Regions from separate parts of the Oryctolagus cuniculus genome. Here region 1 is linked to region 2. Evidence: chromatin contacts called from public Micro-C data. All regions are on one chromosome and are shown on one strand. The core of a region is the stretch at or near the end of the contact, and the rest is flanking DNA. Distances in the headings are between cores, read along the strand shown.

Region 1 (2,700 bases), core at 16-2,515, 420 kb after region 2:
GAAGACCTTTCTCTCTGTCTCTCTCTCTCACTGTCCACTCTGCCTGTCAAAAAAAAAAAAAAATTGCCTCTCGCTGTTGCCCTAGGACTAGCTGTCCTTTCCTCCCCATGGACGTTTGTGAGCTACCTCAGATCCCTCTGCTGCAAGGCGCGCAAGGCGCAGCCTTATTGTGGGCTACAGCGGTTGTCTCGTTGCTAAAGCAGCGCCTCTGAGCTTACACAACAGCCCCGATGAAGCTCCAGGGTGCGGAGCTGGGGAGGGGAAACACTCGACGCCGCAGCTTCCCGGGCTAGCCTCCAGCGCCCTGCTCCTGCAGGTCGTGTTGGTCCCGGAGGCTGCCGGCTCGCGCTCTGGCAACGGGCTCCAAGCCTCCTGCCCTGCCCTGCCTGGAACGCGGGCTCGCTGCCATGAAAGCGCCCAGTGGCCAGTGGCCAGGAGCAGGCATCTCGCTCGGCCTCAGCCACCCTGGACGCGGTCCAGGAGCGGAAGGGCTCTTCCGTTTGCACGCGATACATTATTGATTTCCAAGGCGAGTCGCTCTTGATCTCGACTCTCTCCAAAGAATGAGCAGGGAACGGACGCGAAGGGGGCTTGGCGGGCCGGGCGGGGAGGATGGCCGCGATGTCCACCTGCGAAAGCCGGGTCGGTGAAAGAGGTGGACGTGCACTTCTGGGGGGCGGGAGGGGGGCATCAAGGCAGTTCAACTCAGGGTGCCGGAACAGAGGATGGGGCGGGGGCGACCCCTCCACAGTCAAGGCTTCCAGAGGAGACGGCGGCACCGGGTGCCCGGCGAGGCGGCCGTGTGACAGCCTGGGCTTGGCAGCCGGGTCCGATTCCGGGCACCGTGAAATAAGAGGGCTCTGTCGCCGCGCCAGCGCCGCGGGCTCCCGTCTCCGCGCGACCTTGGGCGCCCCCCGGCCCGAGCGTCCTAGCCCAATCGCGCCATCACCCCCACGCGTCTGACCAAGCCGTCTCTGTGAGGAACTCGGCAGCACGCTAGGCACGCCAGGACGGCCATTACCGCCGCCCAAGACGTGCCAAGCCACCAGGGCCGAACCCGACTCGCAGGCCGCGCAGCGAGCGGGACCCGACCGGCGCAGCCGGGCGCCCAATAAGCCGCCGGGACAGAACTCAGTGGCTTCAAACCAATGGCTTCAGCCCTTGTTGCTGGCCGGGCTTTCTGGCCGTTCCACCAATAGCTTGCAGCCTCGGCTCGGGAGTGGCAGCCCGACCGTCCAATGACGCACCACCAGCCCACACTCAGCACTTCTGAGGGGATAAATCAAGGAGCCGGCACGTATAGATTCCGTTATTAGGCAGTACGGGATGGAGAGAGGACGTTAGAGGAAACGGCGCCGGGGCGAGGCACTCATGAGCTAAAAATAGAAAAACGACGATGGTTGCGCCAAACGAGCTCGGCCGCCATCATGCTCTAGTTTCCCCTTCGCCTCTCTCGGTCCGCAACCGAGGAAGCGGCCTCTGGGATGCTGAGGGGGTGTGTCCCCGCATGATTGGCGCAGGTAGCTCAGCCAATCCTAGCTCGTCAAACGGGAAGCACTTAACCAATGAGGGGCGACGGCAGCGGCGAGGAATTGGAGGGGCGGAACGACAACTTGACGGGCACAAAAGCCAGCCAGTGACAGCCGGAAACATCCTCCCTGCGGCCAATGGGATGGGACTCTGGGCGGGCCCCCGAGTGTTTGTGTTGTGGTTTTGGGGGAGGGAGGCGGAGGGGAAAGTTTGTTTATTTTGTTTTTAGTTTCTGGGGTCCCCGTGCTTCTGGGAGGTGAAGCGGGAGGGAGGGACCCCCGCGCCCCTCAAGTTCCCCTACGACGTCGCCCCCGTAGCCTGCGGAGAAGCGGGGACCGCGCGCATCGCCTCGCCTCACAGCGGAACGCCGCGCACTCGGAGCCGGCGCAGCTCGCCGGTGAGTGAGGACCGGAGCCGCGCCGTCCTTCCCCTCCCCCGCGCGCCGTGCGGCCCGAGCTGGGCGGCCGGGGCGCGCGGCGTGTGCGTGTCCTCGCGAGGGAGCGCGCGGCGCGGCCCGGGGACGGGGGGCGTGAGCGCTCGCGGGGGCGGCCGCGGCGGCCGGGGCTGAGGCGAGGGGCCGGCAGGGCCGCGCGCCCCGGAGCGGCCGGGCGCGCGCGCCTCCCGCGTCACGCGCCGGCAGGTGTGAGGCGGGGAGGGCTTCCGGGCGTGCGGGCCGCGGCGAGGTCGCTTCCCGTCGCTGGGGGGCCCTGGGGAGCGAGGCCCGCGCGTCCCGGCGTCGCGCCGAGAGCCGCGGCCCGCCGGGGTGCGCCGCCTCTGCTGGCGCGGGCCGGGGGAGCCCCGGGGCCCGGGGCGTCGCACCTGCGTGATGCCGGGACGAGCCCCCGGGCCGGACCCCGGCCGGAGCCCCCCGCGCGCCTTCCCGGAGCCCGCGCCCGTGGCCGCTGGGGGCGGGGAGCGTTGGCCGCCTCCCCTTGGCCTGGCGCCCGTTAGTTTGCAGCTGGAGGGGTTTCAGCCCCTGGTGGCCCCCGGAATGCCTGCGGTGCCCGGCGACCCCCAGGACCTCAGTGCGGACCAGCCCGGGCCGGGCCCTAGCCCTGTATCCCGCGTGGCTTCGGGCCGTGAGTGAGCCTCATGGGTGCCCTCCGGCCGTGCACGGGGAAGCGAGGGGAGAGCGGAGCGTTTTGTGAAGACGCCTGTGTTGCGGGAAAC
Region 2 (2,700 bases), core at 56-2,555:
AAATCCTAGCAGTGGGGCTGAACCGGGGAGGCCAGGGCTGGGCGGGCCTCATCAGCCAGCCTGCGACCTCTGGTTCCTACCGCACGGGAGCCCCGGGGTGCGGGCAGGAGGGGACAGCCTGATCTGACTTCCCACATCGCTTGGGTCGCTGCTGCGAACAAGATCGCGCGCGCGCGCGTGTGTGAGTGTGTGTGTGAGTGACGGGAGAGGGGTCAGGAGGCTTCTGCAGCCCTCCAGCACGCGGGAGCTCCCCCCTCAGGGCGGCCCCCAGGCTCAGTCCACGCACGCCCAGCTGGTGCTGGAGGCCCAGGCCAAGTCCACCCGCAGGACGCCTGGCTGGCGTGGGGGGCAGTGAGGGAGGGGCCGGGGGCCGGAGCAGGGCTGGGCGAGGGGCTGACTGCCGGTTCCACAGCAGCACCGCTGGCCACCTGGGGAGTGAGCGGTGTTTGCAGGACCCCTCCCCTCCCCCCTCCCTCCCTCCCTCCTTCTCTCTCTGCCTTTCAAATAAACGAATCTTTTTCAGGTCAAACACCTTCTTCAAAGGTTGATTTATTTGAGAGAATGACAGAGCAGGGAGAGACAGCGAGAAGACCATCCGTCTGCTGGCTGGCTCGCTCCCCAAACGGCTGCCGCAGCTGGGTTGAGCCGGGCGGAGCCAGGCGCCCGCACGCGGGTGCAGGACCCCTCCGCCGCTCCCCCGGGCCCGGCAGGGAGCGGGATCCGAAGCGGAGCAGCGGGCGCCGGCCCCCAGCCTCCTCCTGGCCCCTCTGCACGTGCCATTCCTTCCAGACCCTCCTCCGTCTCGCCCCGGGCTCGCCAGGACCCCCGGCTCTCGGCGTCCACTCTGAGCCCGTCTCGGACCACGGCCGTCGTCCCCTCCACGGGCCCCCCGCCGCGCCGGCCCGCCCCGAACTCACCCAGAGCCGACTTGGGCGCCTTCCCCTTGGCCGAGTTCCGCAGCCTCTGCGTCTGGGTCGCCTTCGCCTTCCGGGCCCGCTTGTCCGGGGCCCCGCTCGCCTGGGCCTGGCCGGCGGCGGCTCGGGGGGCTGGAAGGGAGGCGCGGATCGGACCTGGGTCGGAGGGCCGCCATCCCGCGGGCTAACCCCGGCCCGGGTCAGTCCCCACCTCCGGGACCCTGCCGCCCTCCCGCCCCAGCCAAGGCGGCCTCACCCTCGGACGCCGCCAGCAGCTCCAAGCCCCGCCGCAGCAGAGAGGCCGACATGACTACGGCCGACCCCGCCCACCTGCCGCACGCTACTTCCGCTTCGGCTGTTCCGGTCTCCTCCCCGGAAACCGGAGCCGTACCCGAGGGTTCCGGAGTGCCGGGCGGAAGTGCCCACGGCCTTAGAACGCATGCGTTAGGGCTTACCGCAGGCGCCGGAGGAGGGGCGGGAGCCGGGGGCGGGTCCAAGGCGCGGAGGGACACATTTGTCGTCCAATCCCATCCCAGCACTGCCGCGCGCGCGCCAGGCCACGCCTCCTCCCGGAAGCGGCCCAGATCAGGCGCAGGCTGTGTGTCGGTGCTCTCGTGGCTGCTGTCCTTAGTGGGCAGGTCCGGCGCGGGGCTGACTGTTGACATTCCCAGTTCTGAGGAAATAGGAAAATGTGGGGCCGAGTTTTTTCCCCATATTGTTGCAGAACTGCAAACCTGCGTCCCTTCCGCTAACGGGCCCCTCGCGGGCCGACGGCGAAGGGGCAAGGCCCGTGGGCTGGAGCTGTGGCGGGCGTGCGGGCTCGGCCGTGCTCCTTGGGGGTTGTCCGAGGGCAGAGGGGGTGGGTGGGCGCCGCGTCCCCGGGCGTCGAGTCCGGTCTTTACGGGGGAGACCCCGCTCCCTCGGTGCCGTGAGTTAAGTTGGCAGCACCTCGGCTTCCGCCGGCTTCCTCCAGGGCGACGGCGTGGCCTGGTGCAGAGTGTGGGACGGGGAGTGACCCGCGTGACCCCCAGGAGAGCCCCTCCTGCCCTGCCCTCCGTCAGCTGCTTGGGGGTGGGGGGAGGCAGCAGACAGCCGCGGGGCTGCCCCCTCGCCTCCCGGCCCTGGGGAGCAGGTACGCAGGCAGGAACGGAGGTGCTGCCCGGGCTGCGAATCTAGACCGAGCCCGGGGCCGGCGTTGGGGTGCGCGGGTCACGCTGCCGCTGGCGACACCAGCATCCCAGAGTGGTCCCGGCTGCCCCGCTCCGGATCCAGCGCCCTGTAATGCCCCTGGGAGGGCAGCGGAGGATGGCCCAAGTGCTTGGGCCCCTGTGGGAGACCCCGATGGAGCTCCTGGCTTTGGCCTGGCTGTTGCAGCCATTTGGGGGTGAACCAGGAGATGGGAGAGCTCTGTCTTCCTCTCTCTGTCACTCTGCCTTTCAAGTCAATAAAATAAATCTTAGCAAGAGAAAGAGAGAACCTGGCCTCAGCAGGTGTGAGGCCCTCCCTCCAGCCACCCAGGGGAGCGGCCCAGAGGTGCAGGGTGGGACGGAGGTGTGAACCAGGCCTGGAGTGACCCCAAAGGAGAAGCAAGGGTTAGGGGGGTCCTGGCCCCGGTGACGTGGGCAGACGGGTGCCTGCGTCCGGCTTCTGACGTGGCCAGGTGGTTTCTCACAGCGCTTGCCCCCCCACGCCCACGTCGCCCCGCGGGGCTGGGATCCGTGTTTTGATCACTGTTACACTCGGTGCCTGCAGCAGCACCTGGCACGGGGTGAGCTCCGCCGACTGG

What was found. Hi-C and Micro-C count contacts between places; a contact is called where the count stands out from the background.
Region 1: a contact with region 2 is called in a Micro-C map of ear pinna, with 4 times the contacts expected there. The contact joins the promoter of TNRC6B here to the promoter of RPS19BP1 in region 2. A contact is called at or near these places in 2 of 6 Hi-C or Micro-C datasets (ear pinna and psoas muscle).

Annotation. Positions count from the first base shown.
Region 1 is chr11:116,179,334-116,182,033 of mOryCun1.1, forward strand. TNRC6B (trinucleotide repeat containing adaptor 6B) reads left to right here and starts at 1,266. Exons shown (of 25, transcript XM_051834078.2): 1 at 1,266-1,927.
Region 2 is chr11:115,762,387-115,765,086 of mOryCun1.1, forward strand. RPS19BP1 (ribosomal protein S19 binding protein 1) reads right to left here and starts at 1,306. Exons shown (of 4, transcript XM_051845871.2): 1 at 1,171-1,306; 2 at 918-1,046. The coding sequence starts at 1,222.